Regions from separate parts of the Mus musculus genome. Here region 2 is linked to region 1. Evidence: chromatin contacts called from public Hi-C data. All regions are on one chromosome and are shown on one strand. The core of a region is the stretch at or near the end of the contact, and the rest is flanking DNA. Distances in the headings are between cores, read along the strand shown. Region 1 overlaps Ctnnd2 (catenin (cadherin associated protein), delta 2). Region 2 overlaps Ctnnd2 (catenin (cadherin associated protein), delta 2).

Region 1 (7,613 bases), core at 4,870-7,369:
TATTCCCAATGATCCACCTCTTCTAATAAGGCCACACCTCCTAATCCTTGCAAATCCTTTCACCAACTAGGGAGCAAGTATTACAATACGAACCCTGTGAGTTTTATTCTCCTTCAAATCCCTACACCACTTTTTTATTTTAGATTTTTTTTTATAAGTTTGCAACCCCATAGGAAGAACAACAATATCAACCAAACAGAACCCCCAGATCTCCCAGGGACTAAACCACCAACCAAAGAGTACACGTGGAGGGACCCATGGCTCCAGCCACAAATGTAGCAGAGATTGGCCTTGTCAGGCATCAATAGAAGGAGAGGTCCTTGGTCCTGTGAAAGTTAGAGGCCCCAGGGTAGGGGAATGCTAGGGTGGGGAGTGGGTGGGTTGGGGAACACCCTCATAGAAGCAGGGGGAGGGGGTGTGAGATAGGGGGCTTTTGGAGGAGGGACTGAGAAAGTGGTAACATTTGAAATGTAAATAAAATATCCAATAAAAATTTTAAAAAGGTAAAAAGAAGTAAAAAAGATGCCAATTTGGGGGCTGGAGACATGGCTTAGTGGTTAAGAGTACTTGTTTTTCTTGCATAAGACTCACGTTCACTTCCCTGGACACACATGGTGGTTCTCAACCATATATCACACTAGTTTCACGGGATCTGATGTTGTCTTCTGACCTCTGTGGGTACCAAGTGCACCAGTATTGCATATACACTTTCAGGAAAACTGTCAACCACAAAATTTAAAGCTTAAAAACAAAAGCTCTTTTTAAGTGTTTGTCACCTGATTGTTTGACTACAAAGCAAACAGTAACATCACCCCACCCCACCCCCTGCCCCAGAGAGTGCCATCTGCCATTTAGACACAGGATGTAACCTGAGAGGGCATGTTTCTATAAGAAGAGACATTCTGGATAGGAGTCCTCAATGTCTAGCTTCCTCACTAGTCACATGTTCCCTCATTAGGAACTGCATCTGCCTCACTTAATTTCAAGCTCTCATGCTCTTCTGCACCAATTTCTGGTAATTTTCATCAGCATTAATAGAGTTTTTTCAAGAGATACTATATTCAGTGTTGAGTTGTTAAATGTAATTAAATTTAGTTGCTGAGGTTGAAGATCAAATGTGTATACATTATCATGGAGTACTTTTGCCCCCCCCCACCAAAAAAAATTAGAAAGCTTAACTACAGAGGTGGGGATGGGACAGAGTTAAAGAATGAGGCATCGAGTTAACTGGGGTCAGTGACCCTGGAATCCTGAGACCATTTGTCTAAGGGCTCTGAGGTTCTTCTTAGGAGATGACACTGGCAACAGCCCAGGACTGGCCTGGACCTTGAATTGGTTTGCAAGCTCCAGGTATATCACTATATCACTGGATATTTTTGGCCAAGGGAAAGCACATGCGTTGGCTCAGAGCCATTGGAGTGATAAACCTTGATTTTTTTTTTAATGCTGTGGTACTACTCTGTTTGCTTTGAACAGTGTAGCTATTTATAATTTTTTTGAGTGCCAGCTATATAAGAGCCTCAAATTACACATGCATTCCCCATGAAGAACGCGCGTGGCTGAGTTTAGTGATGGTTACAGGCCATGTTACTCTACCATGCTTAATACTCAATACTTAATTAAAAGTATTAATACTTTTGCAGAAAATTGGTCAACAAAGCAGAGGCCAAGAGCTGTTTTCTGCCCTCTCTAGCATCTTCCTTTTCTACTTTTATATTGGGCAGTTGTACAGTAAATGTACTTCATTTACTGGTTTGCCTCCCTATTGGGGTAATATATTTTGAGAACGGATTAGAACCAGCTCTGGTACTAGCTTTACTTCATTTCTCTTTTCCTTGGTTATGTCCCATGTGGGCTTTAAAACTCCATAGTCTAGTCACTTGATCCCTCTCCACCTCCGTTTCCATAACTGCAGAATTAAAAGCTCCCATTTTCTGATCCCTTATAAATGAATAGGATTTTGTTGTCTTTCCTGTGGGGCTCCACAGTACAAGTCAGGAAAGTATATTTTAGCCGAGGAGGAGCAAGCCAGACTGGCACAGGTGAACTGTCACCTGAGACCCTGGCCTAACTTCTTCATGTCTGTGATCCGGCAGCCCCCGAGCTACTTCACTCGTTGGACTGAAGTCTTTTGAACAAGAACATATATTATGTTCTCATTGAGTTTTACAGGTTATAAATGTGCCACTCAACTGACATTTGCATGTCAGAAAATAACCTAGTGTTTTAAAGTCTAATAGCAATACATTGATAAGGTTTGAACCTTTGTGTCCATGTTCCATGGGATTGTTGTGTACAGCTCGGTCTAGAGACAGTTGCTGCCCCCAGACTGAGTTGGATGGCTCAGCATGAAAAGGAAGATAATACTCCAATTTCAGCCAGCGGTATGAGAAACAGGCCATGGATAGAGTTTGGATATTTGTCTTCTGAGGTTTTCTGTCTTAATCACAGTCTGAGTTGACAGCCTCCAAAGACGATTGCCATACAGTTGTGAACAATTGCTTGTTGCCTGCAAATAAGCATATAACTGACTGCCTGACTTTCTGCAGATAGAAGGCCACCAAGACCATACTGACACATATAGTGCACTCCATGCAGGTGCTAGGGAACCATGCAACTAGTGCTGACCTTGATGTACAAATGGTGTGTATTGGGCATGTGCTTATGATTCACAGTAATGCACTGCTAAGGAATCATTCTCGGTAGGAAAGTGTCAGCAACCAATAAGCTCTTCCTGATTTCTACTCAAATCTGTAATCAAAGAATCAGACCAATGTCTTTGAAGTAAGCACAAGCAATCGATGATATGCATATATTAGATACAAGCATGTTTTGAGAGGAACACAAAATGCTAAAAACTATGAAATAACAATGAAGATATAAAAAACGGGAGACTATATGTGCAGTCTTCTCTGTAGGCAGAAAGCTGTCAACTGCAGAGTACACAGTGTAGAGATGTCTGGTACAGCAGAATATTACAAAATAGTTTGAGGTTTCATTTGATATTTGTCAAAGTTATGAAAACTTACGTTAACATAACTTACTCCAAAGGGAGTCCAATTCAGATGGTAAGACACATATTGGGACTTGTGGACTTTATACGTGCCATGCTGTGTCTGGAATAGTATCTGAACTGTTGGTGATTACAAAGTTAGGTAAATGGATTCAACCAACAAGAAAGACAACAGATGTGTCATAATTGGAAGACCTGTACAAACCATGATGAAGGGCCCTGTCTCAGTCACAGAACACGAAAGGATTTCACACTGCATGGTATGAATGCTGTGAGCAGAAGCATAATGCTGTGGTAAATTTGATGGCAAGCAAGAATGGAGCCACAGATTCTCACAAGAAGGGAGACTGTGATTTTGAGGATTAAGGCTGGCGCTTGGTAGATCTGAGCTGCTGGTCTTGGTAACTCTCCAACGTCTACATGATCTTCTAGAGGCCACCCAAACTTAAGGCTGTAAAGGCATGGTGCCTAGATTAATAAGGGTCACATGACATTCAGTGGTGTGAATTTTGAATTCCAGGCTTGAGAAATAGTAAACAAAGTGCTTGTTTTGATGGCAGAAGGAACCAAATTCAGTTCTCAGAAACTGTTACAGCCAAGTGTCGTGTTGCACATTCAGAATGCCAGATTTTGAGAAGATGAAGACAGACAGATCTCCGAGGTTCGCTGGCCTTCCATACTACCTTATTCAGTGAGCCACAGGCCTATGAGAGTCTGTAAGAGATACGGACTCAAAAGCAAGGTAGGCAGCTTCTAAGCAATGACACTTAAGACCTTGTTCTTCGTCTGCGCACTCACACATGGCCACACATATGTACGTACAGATGTGCACCCACACACACATACACATAAAATAATAAATCTAAAGTGGTATTTATGGTACTCAATTTTATGCATACTGGAGGTTTCTGGAGGGGAGGGCTGAGCTATGAAGGTAAAAACATACTCCAGAGATTGGTAGATGCATTCTCAATAAGTTGTGGAAGTGATAAGAAAATTAGATTGTTCACAGAAATACTTAACTATCCTGTGCACAAAACTGCATGAAAATAGATTTAATTAAATAAATATATAAAACCATATTGATATTCTAGTCCTGTTCCCTGTCTGTAAAACAGAAGTAGCAGTTAAAATATTGATACTGTTTCTTCTGTGCCTACAAATTATTTGTATCACTTGGGGAAGGAAAATGGGACATTACTTCTATGGCAGAATGCATTGCTTAAGTTTATTAAACTAGGTCCTCCACGCTGAGTGAGACAGGATCGGATTAAATCATTTGATTTGACTAAATACCGGTTCTGGAGTGTTTATTAGGTACACATATCTTGTTGACTATTTAATTTCCTCCTAGACTATTGCTTTCCCCACTTGATTAGCAAGGGAAAATTGTTTGGGCAAAAATTGGCCTAATAGGTATGAAATAGCTGCCAAAATCATAAGCAGCCCGCAGCCCTGTGCGTCAGCCCAGGGGGCTAATGCCAGTCTGTCCTTCCTGTCAGGTAGAGCTGCATGCGGTTGATGGAAACTTTAGTACCTGGTTTCAAGGGACAGGAGGATGATGTGACGGTTCCTAAAAAGGCATCCACAAAATGTTGCCTGCGCACAGACAGATGCTAAGGTTATACTTTGTACATGAATTCATGTACTTGCATCCACTTTAATGGAGCCGAGCTTATGGTGTCGGATCCTGCCGCCCATCATAACTAAGTTGTTATGCGGCCCTCATTTGCTCGAAGCTGCTGTATCCTGAGCAAACCCAACTGCCTTGATGGGTCCCATGGTACTTACTATGGATTAAATGTGGAGTCTTTTACTTTTCCCCCTGTGGTCTCACATAATGATATTAGCTTGTCTGCAGTGTGACAAATTCAGTGTACCGGGAACATCTGGTAAGCTGTTCTTGATAACTGGAAAGAGCCTGGGAGCTCAGTGATGCACACCCAGTAAGGCATTCCACATACCGGGGGCTGTGGAAAGATGGAGACTGTGGAGCGGGGAGGCACCGGCACAGTTCATGTAGCTGCAATGTAAATGATTCACACTGTGGCACGTTCATCAGCACAGCATCCCTACAACTTCCTGTTTGATTATCAAGAGGCAAATATGAACATACTCCTTGTCGAACCATGCTTAGTTTGTTCCCGGCAGAGGGATTTCAAAATGGGGGAGCATAATAAAGGGAAAAGAAAGTAAAAACCGTCACAGCTTGAAGCCAGGTTTAAAATTCAGTCTTTTGATGTTGATCTGAGAACAGATCACACTGATATGTTCAAACCATGAAAGCCACGATAGTAAAGAGACTTTAACACTGAACCCAGAGCAGTGCAGAAGTGAACAGTGCATCAGATTCTGTTGTTTTATTTGGATTTAAACATGTTAATATCAGAGTTTTGACTGCTGTCTCCTAAGGTGGGGAAAATAGATTTCCCAGATGAAAAGCAAGACTTGACATGTATATGCATATTAATTATCTTATGAAGAATGGTAAAGAGCTCTAGGCTGTCTTTCTTGGCTTTCTTTCATACTGTACCACTGACTCATTGAATAGTCTTAAATTGTTTACTTAACCCCGAGTGCCAGTTCACCCCCTTTACACTAGTTTAATACTTTTTGCATTATCAGTCTTTCACTGGGGCTCACAGAAGGAAATTCAGGAAGACTGTAGCTGCTGTTACCTAAATGGCAAAACATCATCACACAAGGTACAATTACAGTAGTGACTCGGTTTATCTGGTGTTGCTCTGATGATGACCTGAGACCCTTTAGTCAATATCAGGCATCACAGTAGCAGGAAAAATGTGTCTGGAAATGTGCTTAGTTTATATGGCAATGATTTATGTGCAGGTGTTAAGTTATATAAAGTGTGCATGCATTTGGAACTGAGGGCATACAGCTCAGTAGATAGACTTCGTGATTAATTTAGATTCAATGGACAGATTGAATCAAAATATAGTTTTATTCCATGAAAAAAAAAAACCCAAAGCAGGCAGATGAACAAAATCACCATGGGGTCATGGGGAAAAGAGGCTCCTAACCTTGTGCATCCCAAATGAATGAAGTATTATCAGGAGGAACAGAAATGAAACAGAAGGAAGTGAGGCTGTTTCTGTGGCTAAAATGACCAACAGTTCTATGTTCTAAGCCCATGAAGGATTTCACTGTGTACTTGGTTATGAAAAAGCATGGCATCTGGCAATGATGTGTAGGAATGGGCAATTAAGACTGTAATAGAGTGGCTTCGTGCATAGGCCACGTTTGTTTACACTGTGCATCCTGAGATTTCCCCAAATAGCCATTCTCATTACGTATTTGTCAGTGAAACAAAGAGTTCTAAAAAACTTACTGAGGGGATTTTGTTAATAGTATGGAAGTAACTGAGCCACTCCAGTGCTTTCGATAGCTAGGAAAAGCAGGATCCTTGATGAACCTCTTTGCCAAGTGACCCATTTGGCTGATAGTATAGCCCCTGCTTCACTCAATTACCTGGGACAAGTGCTTGTGCTTTCTGTCATATACCCATGCAGCATCATCATTTCCTGTTACAGTGTGGTAACTTATAATCATATTTCTGTAATGTGTTGGCATCCCTCCACTCTTACTCGTGATCAGTGGTAAGTTGTTACTGTCCCCAAATGACCACGTGTATGCATGCCTGTCTTGGCCTCTGAGTAATTTCCTCTTCTCTGAAAAGTTTTCTGTAAGTTTCATTTCTATTTCTTTCTTTCTACTTTAACATCCTCATTTGTAGTAAACTTCGAGTAGAGTTCAACTCTCTCACTAGATTAAGCTCATCAGCAGGATCTGAGCTTGACTTCATTTTCTATTTCTTCCCTGCCTGTATTGCTCAGTACCATGTAGAATCCTTTAAGTACGTCTGTTTCTTTTCCTATTAGTTTCTTCTTTTAACAGTCTTTATTTGTTTATAATATGAGTAGATGCAAGAGCTGTGAATGTAATGTAATTTTGCTTTTGAATAAGAAATATTATATAAAAGATACAATGTTGCCATTCATTGCTAGCAAAAAGGGATGAAAAAGTCAGTAGATGTGTTTTCTAGCACTATAAAGATGGATTTTCTTTGACATTTCATTAATATGAGTTTAAGCAAGAAAGAAAAATTCTTGAGTACCACATTTTTACAGGCAAATTTTGGTTTCCATTGATCCAGTGACAGAGCTCTTAGAAACTGTGGTGTCACCAAAAAAGACAAAACATATTTCCTTCTTATAAGAGACTAGGACATTCTTACAAACAAACAGCTACCAGTAAAAATAATTTTAGTCATCAAGAGGGAAAATTATGGGAAAATGGATAGTTTTGATGCAAAAGGGAGGTAAGATAATAGTATGTAGGAAGGCATCTCAAAACAGTATTTAAAACAATATTTCTAAATGTGGAATTCACAATTTAGACCTCGGACTTTGGGAGAGGAGACTTGGTCAGTGGAAGAAGAACACACCCGGGTGATGTTCTCATGTCCAGAGAAGTTTGCCTTCACTCAGAAAATTGTTCAGAAGATTCCTTGTTTATCAGCCATCTATTCGCTCACTGTTAATTGCATATATTCTATATTAGGTGAAAGAAAATTCATACAGCT
Region 2 (7,381 bases), core at 1,850-4,349, 270 kb after region 1:
GATCTAAGAGGGTTTTGTTTTGTTTGTTTTGTTTTGTTGTTTTGTTTTGTTTTTTGCTCTGTTGGTATTTTCCTTTTTCTTCTGGTAGATTGCAGAATACCTTCCTGTGCCATGAACACTAGGCAATAGAGGCAAAGGCTCTAGCTAGGCACCAGCTCTCCTTCTTTGGGTTCAGTAATTTATGCAGTCCTTGTCTTCAACAACAGGACCTTAATGTCAGATAGCCTTGGCACTAGCCAAGGTTGTTTAGGGATTTTTCATAGGACCTAGTTTGACCAGAGACTTGCTTAGATGGTACCATTCCCAACCCTGGACACCTCCTCCAGATGTTCAGTTGGAGCTTCGGTGAATCTGTTTAGGTTTCGCTTATATATGGATTTTAAGAAGCTCCTACTCTGCTGTATTGGGTTTCCAAAAGACCCTTAAATGGCCCTTAGTCTTAGCAATTCTTGCATTCCTGCATTCTCTCCCTTACCTGTTCTTCCCTGAATCTCCTCATTTGCTCCTCCCACTCAAGTCCCTTCTTAGTCTATCTGTACCTCTTGATTCTATTATCCCCTCTAGGAAGGCCCTTCTCTCCCCACAGTTCCCTACTCAACACCCACTCTCCATGGTTATCTGGAATGTGGCCTGCTTATCACATACTTAATAGCCACATATTAGCTAGTACCTGCTGTGTCTGTGGTCTGTGGTCTAAAGCTGATTTTTTCCCCCTAGCTCTATCCATTTTCTTACAAATTTCTTTATTATGTCATCTTTTAAAACAGCTGAGTACTATCATTGTTGTAAACGTACCACATTTTCTTTTTCCATTACTCCATTGTCAGACATTTAGATACCTTAAAGGTTGTGTTCACCCTGCTCTGTGAGCTCGCTGTAAGCTGGTGTGGGAACATATGCATGACTGTGGACATTCTGAAGGCAACTCAGATATGTAAGTGAGTAAGCTCCCTGCAGAGTGAGAAGCCTGATATTCTAAGCTTTGTGGACAAAAGGGCCAACCCGAGAATATTATGAAGATGCTCGTCCAACAAATGAAAAGTAATTTTCACAGTTATTACTAATGAAGCTAAAAAGTGAGTGTTAATAATAAGAATTAGGGCTGGAGAGATGGCTCAGCAGTTAAGAGCACTGACTGCTCTTTTGAAGGTCCTGAGTTCAAATCCCAACAACCACATGGTGGCTCACAAGCATCTGTAATGACATCTGATGCCCTCTTCTTGTGTGTCTGAAGACAGCTACAATGTACTTACATATAATAATAAATAAATCTTTTAAAAATGCATAACTATTCTATAAAAAAATAATAGGGATTAATCTTATACAGCTTTGAAAATCTTTTATATAATCTTTTATATAATCTGAAGAATGGGATTTTAGTGGAAGGTATCTTGCTGCCTTATAGGGCTTCAAAATTGTACACTTCCTCATCAGATTGGTCACCACTGTTCATATATGAATGCTATATTGTTTTAGTTCAGTATTTATTTTTTTTAAAAAACATGCAATTTGAATTATTTTTTGAGAATTTAGGCAATTGATTTTGATCATACTCCCCTCCTTCCTTCCACTAACTTCTCACATATCCCCTCCCCCAAACTGGGATCTGCTCTATTTTTATGCTTAGTACCCATTTATTCATGGGCGTGGGGCCCCCCACTGCAGAAGGTTGACTTACCAGGGTCACCACACACTTCAAAGAACTACCTCTCCATTCTTAGAAGCTAAATAGCTCCTCAGTTAGGGGCAGGACTTGTGGGCCTTTGCCCATCCATTCTGAAATGAGACTGGTTTGCTGATGTGCAGGCAATCATATTCTAGAAACCACAGTTCTGTCCAGGTCTTCCTTAAGCTCTGGGTCTTATAGTCTTTCAGACCCCCTCCTCAATGATCTCTAAGCTTTGAAAGCTTGTGTGAAGTTCCCCCCTCCCTTTTTTATTTAGGTTACAAGCCATATAAAAAGTGGAGGTGGCCCAAATATGACCAATAGCCAATCCCCTTTTCATGGACCCATAAGGTTCATGAGTGTAATTCTAGTATTTTTCTTAGAGTTAGAAAAAAATAGATAAGCTGTCTTGCCATGTTTTCATATGATACTTACTTGAATCTTCTTGAGACAAATAAAATTTAGAGGTGTTTTCACAAGATAGTTACACTTGTACAACAAGAGCCTATCATCTGGTAATGTAAGGACTACTCAGTATTGAGTGTTCAAGTTAGTGTAGAGCATTCTTACTAGTCATGAAAAGATTAAACAGGACAGAACACATAAATGTCACCATAGGACAAACATAATTGGTTTGGTGATTTGGAAAAGGGAATAGACTTTAATTTTGGGTCTCTATGCAACACATATATATGCATGGACTCACAGACATTTGCCTTTCCAAAAGTATTATATTCAGAAAGTATCTCCAAGATTTAGATAAAGAACCAGTAATGTGGAGTGCCATCAGTAAGTACAGAATCACATGCATGGTCATGGTGGTATATCCAGTTGGTTGGTGAGAAATCAGATAAACAATGTGATTTGACCAGGCAGCAACCTCATGCTGCTCTGGTTGTTTTCTGCGATCGTCGATGTATTTAGTGCATTATTATTTTGGCAACATTTCAAAATACTTGGTATTCTAATTTACATTATGACAAGAGTTTAGGAATTGTATCTGAGACTAGGGAGTTTGAATTCACTCAGCAGAAATGGTTGTCCTCTTAGGCTAAATCTCAGAACCCACCCCCCTCCTTTCTTTGTTCTCCTTTACTCTTAGGTAGCCCTGGGTATAATCATCTCAGAGGCCTACTGCTGAATAATATCACCCTTTCTAGCTCTTTCTGAACTCTAGCTGGCTGTGTCAACTCAGCTGTCCTGGTTAAAGGTCTTCTTCTCCTAGCTGACTGATTCAAACTGGCTTTTCTCAGCTTTTCTCTGAATTGCTCTTCTTGGCCTCAAACTAACTCTTGGTGATCTGTTTTAATCTTCTGGCTCCTTCTTATTCTCTTGCTCATTCTGTCTTCAACTGTAATCTGTCTCTGCAACACTGACACAACAAACCTTCCTTCTTTTCCTCTTCCCTACTCCTCCTCCTTGACTTCCTTTCTGCACTGCTTTCTTAAGTCTCCTCCCTTTCCTGTTCTGTTCTTGTGAAAGTTGAGCATATTCTATCTCTGACTCATTGTGTCAAATCTTTGATTCATCACTTTGTGTGCCCTCTATTAAATATCACTTTCAAACATGGCTGTTTCCTTCCATAAACTAACATTACTTTCATTGTTGGGGATTAAAGGTGTATATTAAGGGTGTGCTATAGGGATTAAAGGTGTGTTGCATGGTGTCTGTATCTCAGCCAAATCACATAGATACACAAAGTATTTGCATGTTATACGTTGCCAGAGCAACTATGTTGCTGGATCCCTCTATACCTAGGTGAGGACCCACTTGTTAATTACACCTAGTTTTATAAATAATATCATATTCTCAAAGACATACTATGATCCTTTTCAATGTATCATCTAAGTCCAATAGTCTCTGTTCATCAGAATATAAAATCTGATAGCAATGAAGCCCCCGTGGATTATGAGATTATGCTCTATATCAAAGCAGACAATGTTACCATTATCGCTGCTGTTTTTATTTTGTTTGTTTTCTGGAAATATGTAATATGTGTGGACGTAAGGAAGGCAAATACTCAGAAAAATCACTAATTAAAATTAAAATCATAAAACTTTTTTCCTCTTAATCTAACTTTACTCTTTAAAAGAGATTATTGCCCACCTTCTCAGACAGTTAGTGGTCAGTACACACTCACACAGGTCACATGTATTCACACACACATCCATGTAAGCATTTGTTTGTATTTTTTTCTAAACTGTAAACTTCAACTCATTCAAAGGCAGTGAAGCCCTTTAAATAATCACAAAAGGTGATTCAAAATTGATTTAGAACCGCATAAATAGAACCTTTCAGTGTACCACTCCCACTAGGTTATTGGTTTTTACTTAATTATACGTTAACAAATGTAAGATTGGGCAAGTTGAGCAACAGTGTTAATATTTCATATTTAGCTTATCCGTTTAAATACCTTAAAACATAAAGCTAAAATACTAAAACATGCTCCTTTTCTTAGCTTACATGTTTTAAAATCTTATCGCCAAGTGCTAAGGCCTAGTAATTATTGGAATATTACTTAACACAATTTAATTAAAATAAAAATATTTTTTATTTTGGTTAAACATGGTACTTATGCCAGCTAGTATTTGGTTAGCTCTTGTCTACTAGTGTGTTATTATTGGAGGCTTCTTATCTGCTGTTTTAAGCTTTCTCACGATAATAAGGAATAAGGATTGGGTTGCAATAATCCAATAAAGCCACACAAAGAAAGTATTAAGAGACACAGCCCAGAAGCACAATGCTGGTTACCCATTTAAGGAGAAAGGAGCTTGATCCCTCCTGAAGCTGCTTCTAACGGTGCCCTGTACTGAAGCCGGATCCTGTATTTTCCATGAGCTTTGCATTATCTTTGGTTTCCCAGACATGTAAAAATCCGTCTAACCAGAAATGTGACACTGGAGAAGGATAAGAAAATGTGAAATTAAGCATTAGAATATCAGGTTTATGTTCCCTTTTGTACTACATTGTTTTCCTTGGACATACTTAATGGTCTTACAGAAATACAATCATATATCTGACAGCCCATGTCACATGTTGTATGGTGTATTTCTCCAGCAATTAGGCTTACTATAGATTGATTATATAGCATACCACTTCAGTGTGTGAGCCTCTGGGCATGCACATGAGTATCTGGATGTCAGAACTTCAGGGGAAAAAAAAAACCATAATGGAGAAAACCCCTACTGTACTCACAGTTTCTGCTCATGAGCAAAATAAAAATAAAAATGACCCCATTTAGAGGAAGTCCCTAAAGGAACTAATTCAAGTATATCCTAGTATTCATGGAAAGTTGACTCAAAATTGAGGGCATAGTTCAAATTTCGTCCGTTTCATTGTGGAGGTTTACTTTCTGATTTTGGTTCAGTGGAAAATGTTTTGACATTAACTGCTGCGTGGAGAGTATTCCCAGGATCTACACAGTCACACGGCTCAAGATTCCACGTCTAAAATTTGCATCAGTAGATGGTTTTATAATATGGAGTTCGGAGTGGGTATGTGGTTCTGAACATGTCTGCCATTTGTGGGGCATGGGGATTATTCCTGTAAGAATCATTCTGTAAGGAGCTGCAGAGAGCAAGTTCAGACAGTAACTCTTTCCAACAAGAGGTGTTTTTTTTAGATATGTATTTACCCTTTGCAGACTGTATGTATGTGTTTATGTATGTATGTATGTATGTGTGTGTGCGTGTATATGTTCATATACATACACATGCACATACACATACATATAGTCTCTGGTCATACACATGAATAGTTGGATGTCAAAACTTCAAGAAAAAATGTAATGGAAAAAATCCTACTAGGTTCACATGTGCACATGTGTGTGCATGCATGTGTGTGTGTGTGTGTATACACAAATATATATATATATATATATATATATATATATATATATACACATATACATATACATAACTTTTTAAAATTAAATGTTTACTAAAGCTCAAAGAAAGCAGTAGAGTATGAAATGCATCACCGAGGAAAGCAAACATTCGTAGTTGGTTTCTCTCCCCAGTGACCTGTGAGCATGTTGCTAGCAAGCACTTGCAATAGTGCAAATGTTTAAAAGAGTCAAAATACACACAACTCAGTGTCATGGAAATTGGATATTAAAAGGAAAAAAAAATAATTTCCAGGACAGGCCACCAATGCAAGTGCTTACAGGCTTCTGAACTCTCAGTGTTGAAGTGTATTTCTGTGAGAAAAAGTAAAGATCATAATGATATCAATGGGCCATCATTTTATAGCACCTTTTATGTAACATTTTATATGTGCTTCCTAGGCCATTTTAAAAGTTAAGGAAGTAGAAACGTGACAGAATTGACTCCTTAACTCACTCAGTCTATTCCTCAGAATTATAATTATTAGGGCTTTGAAGATAGCTTGGTTGATAAAGGGTTTTTGACCCCAGTCAAACTGATGAGGTCCAGGGAAAAAGGAGATCCTGTCTCAAAAAGAAGGTGAGCATCACTGAGCAGCAACGCCCGGGGTTGACCTTTAACCTCCCCATACACCCGCATACAATGCGCATGCACCTCTGAGCATGCTCACACACATTTACTGAAGCCTTAGTGGTTTCTTCTAGATGCTTCCATGCGTGCATTGGTCGCCATTAACGGATTTGCATGATTTACCTTCTCAGTGCCTCTGGAAGAGCCAATGTGCAGGACACAGAGGAGACCTACACTCTTGTTGCCCCTTCATGTCTCTGAAGACCCAATTCGTCCACCTTCTCTGCATCCCACCTTCAATGGTGACCATGCTGACATTCAAAGCAGCATTTTCTGGAACTTTACAGCCACTGCTCAAGCATTTATAACTCCTTTGCAGGGACTGGGATTTTTCTGTCCCACCATGGGGATTTCTTCCTTCTCTCTTGTACACGACTTCACATTCACCACCGTGAGAGTAAAATGTCTCTTGTTTTCTCTGAGTATTAAATCCATAGACATAAGAAAGAATCTCGCTAAAATGTCCCCACTGGTGAGAGCCCTTTTTTGTTAAGTCCTTTTACAGAATGTTCGTGGGAAACATGACATTTATGTCGCAGGTTTTCTTTTTTGCTTTGCTTATTATCAGGACAAACTTGTCACACACGTACCAAATGTATGCAGTCTTTTAAATTTTCATGGTGGGAATTTGACATTTCAGGTCTGAGCAAATGGGTTGGATCCTTCTCTTTGTTAATCAGTCTCTCACAAGGGGGCTGTACGCACGCAAGAGAGCTGGTGGCTGGTAGAAATCTCTTAAAGTGCTTCTTTATTTGTGTCTCAGTTAACGACTGGTGACATCTAGTGGTCACTGGTGGTGACTGGGTTTGTGGCACTCATGGCTATGCTGGAGAGGCACAGCCAAAGGAAGCTGTAGTATTGGCGTTTGCAGATGGAGGTAGTCAGTTCCCAGCATCTAGTGATGCTGTTCTCTGCCCATTAGCCACCACTGTAACTACTGAGAGCAGGCCCACAGCTGTACGTGCCTCGGTAGACAGTGGCCTGTTAGGGGAACTCCATTCCCCCCCCCCCCATCCCCACACACTCATCCTCTTCGATGATGAGGATTCATCGCTCACAGAAAGCAGTGTCAGATCTGCTTGGCGTATCCGTGGCAGCTAAAAGTAGGAGGCTTGGTCTCCTCTTGGTGTTGTTCTCTGGAAGAGATTCCACATGGGAAGCCAACCTGCGATGGCAGCTTCTTTATTAAATATGTGCAGTG

What was found. A called contact is a pair of places that touch in the nucleus more often than the background predicts.
Region 2: a Hi-C map of bone marrow-derived macrophages shows a contact between it and region 1, with 21 read pairs. The contact joins two enhancer-like sites. A contact is called at or near these places in 1 of 15 datasets of contacts at CTCF or cohesin (large pre-B cells), 4 of 484 Hi-C or Micro-C datasets (bone marrow-derived macrophages, cerebral cortex and embryonic stem cells), 4 of 115 datasets of contacts at active chromatin or transcription factors (astrocytes, embryonic basal ganglia and stem cell-derived neural progenitor cells) and 1 of 9 other capture datasets (liver).

Annotation. Positions count from the first base shown.
Region 1 is chr15:30,462,357-30,469,969 of GRCm38.p6, forward strand. The region is part of intron 2 of Ctnnd2 (catenin (cadherin associated protein), delta 2); the gene reads left to right. Among named protein-coding and RNA genes, the nearest start is that of Gm41284, 37 kb to the right of the region's middle. Within about 2 kb of position 6,120, at least 36 of the 459 cell types and tissues checked have an H3K27ac peak or open chromatin away from gene starts, as enhancers often do. A contact at or near this core is called in bone marrow-derived macrophages, where this site is marked.
Region 2 is chr15:30,733,947-30,741,327 of GRCm38.p6, forward strand. The region is part of intron 9 of Ctnnd2 (catenin (cadherin associated protein), delta 2); the gene reads left to right. Among named protein-coding and RNA genes, the nearest start is that of Gm41283, 54 kb to the left of the region's middle. Within about 2 kb of position 3,100, at least 4 of the 459 cell types and tissues checked have an H3K27ac peak or open chromatin away from gene starts, as enhancers often do. A contact at or near this core is called in bone marrow-derived macrophages, where this site is marked.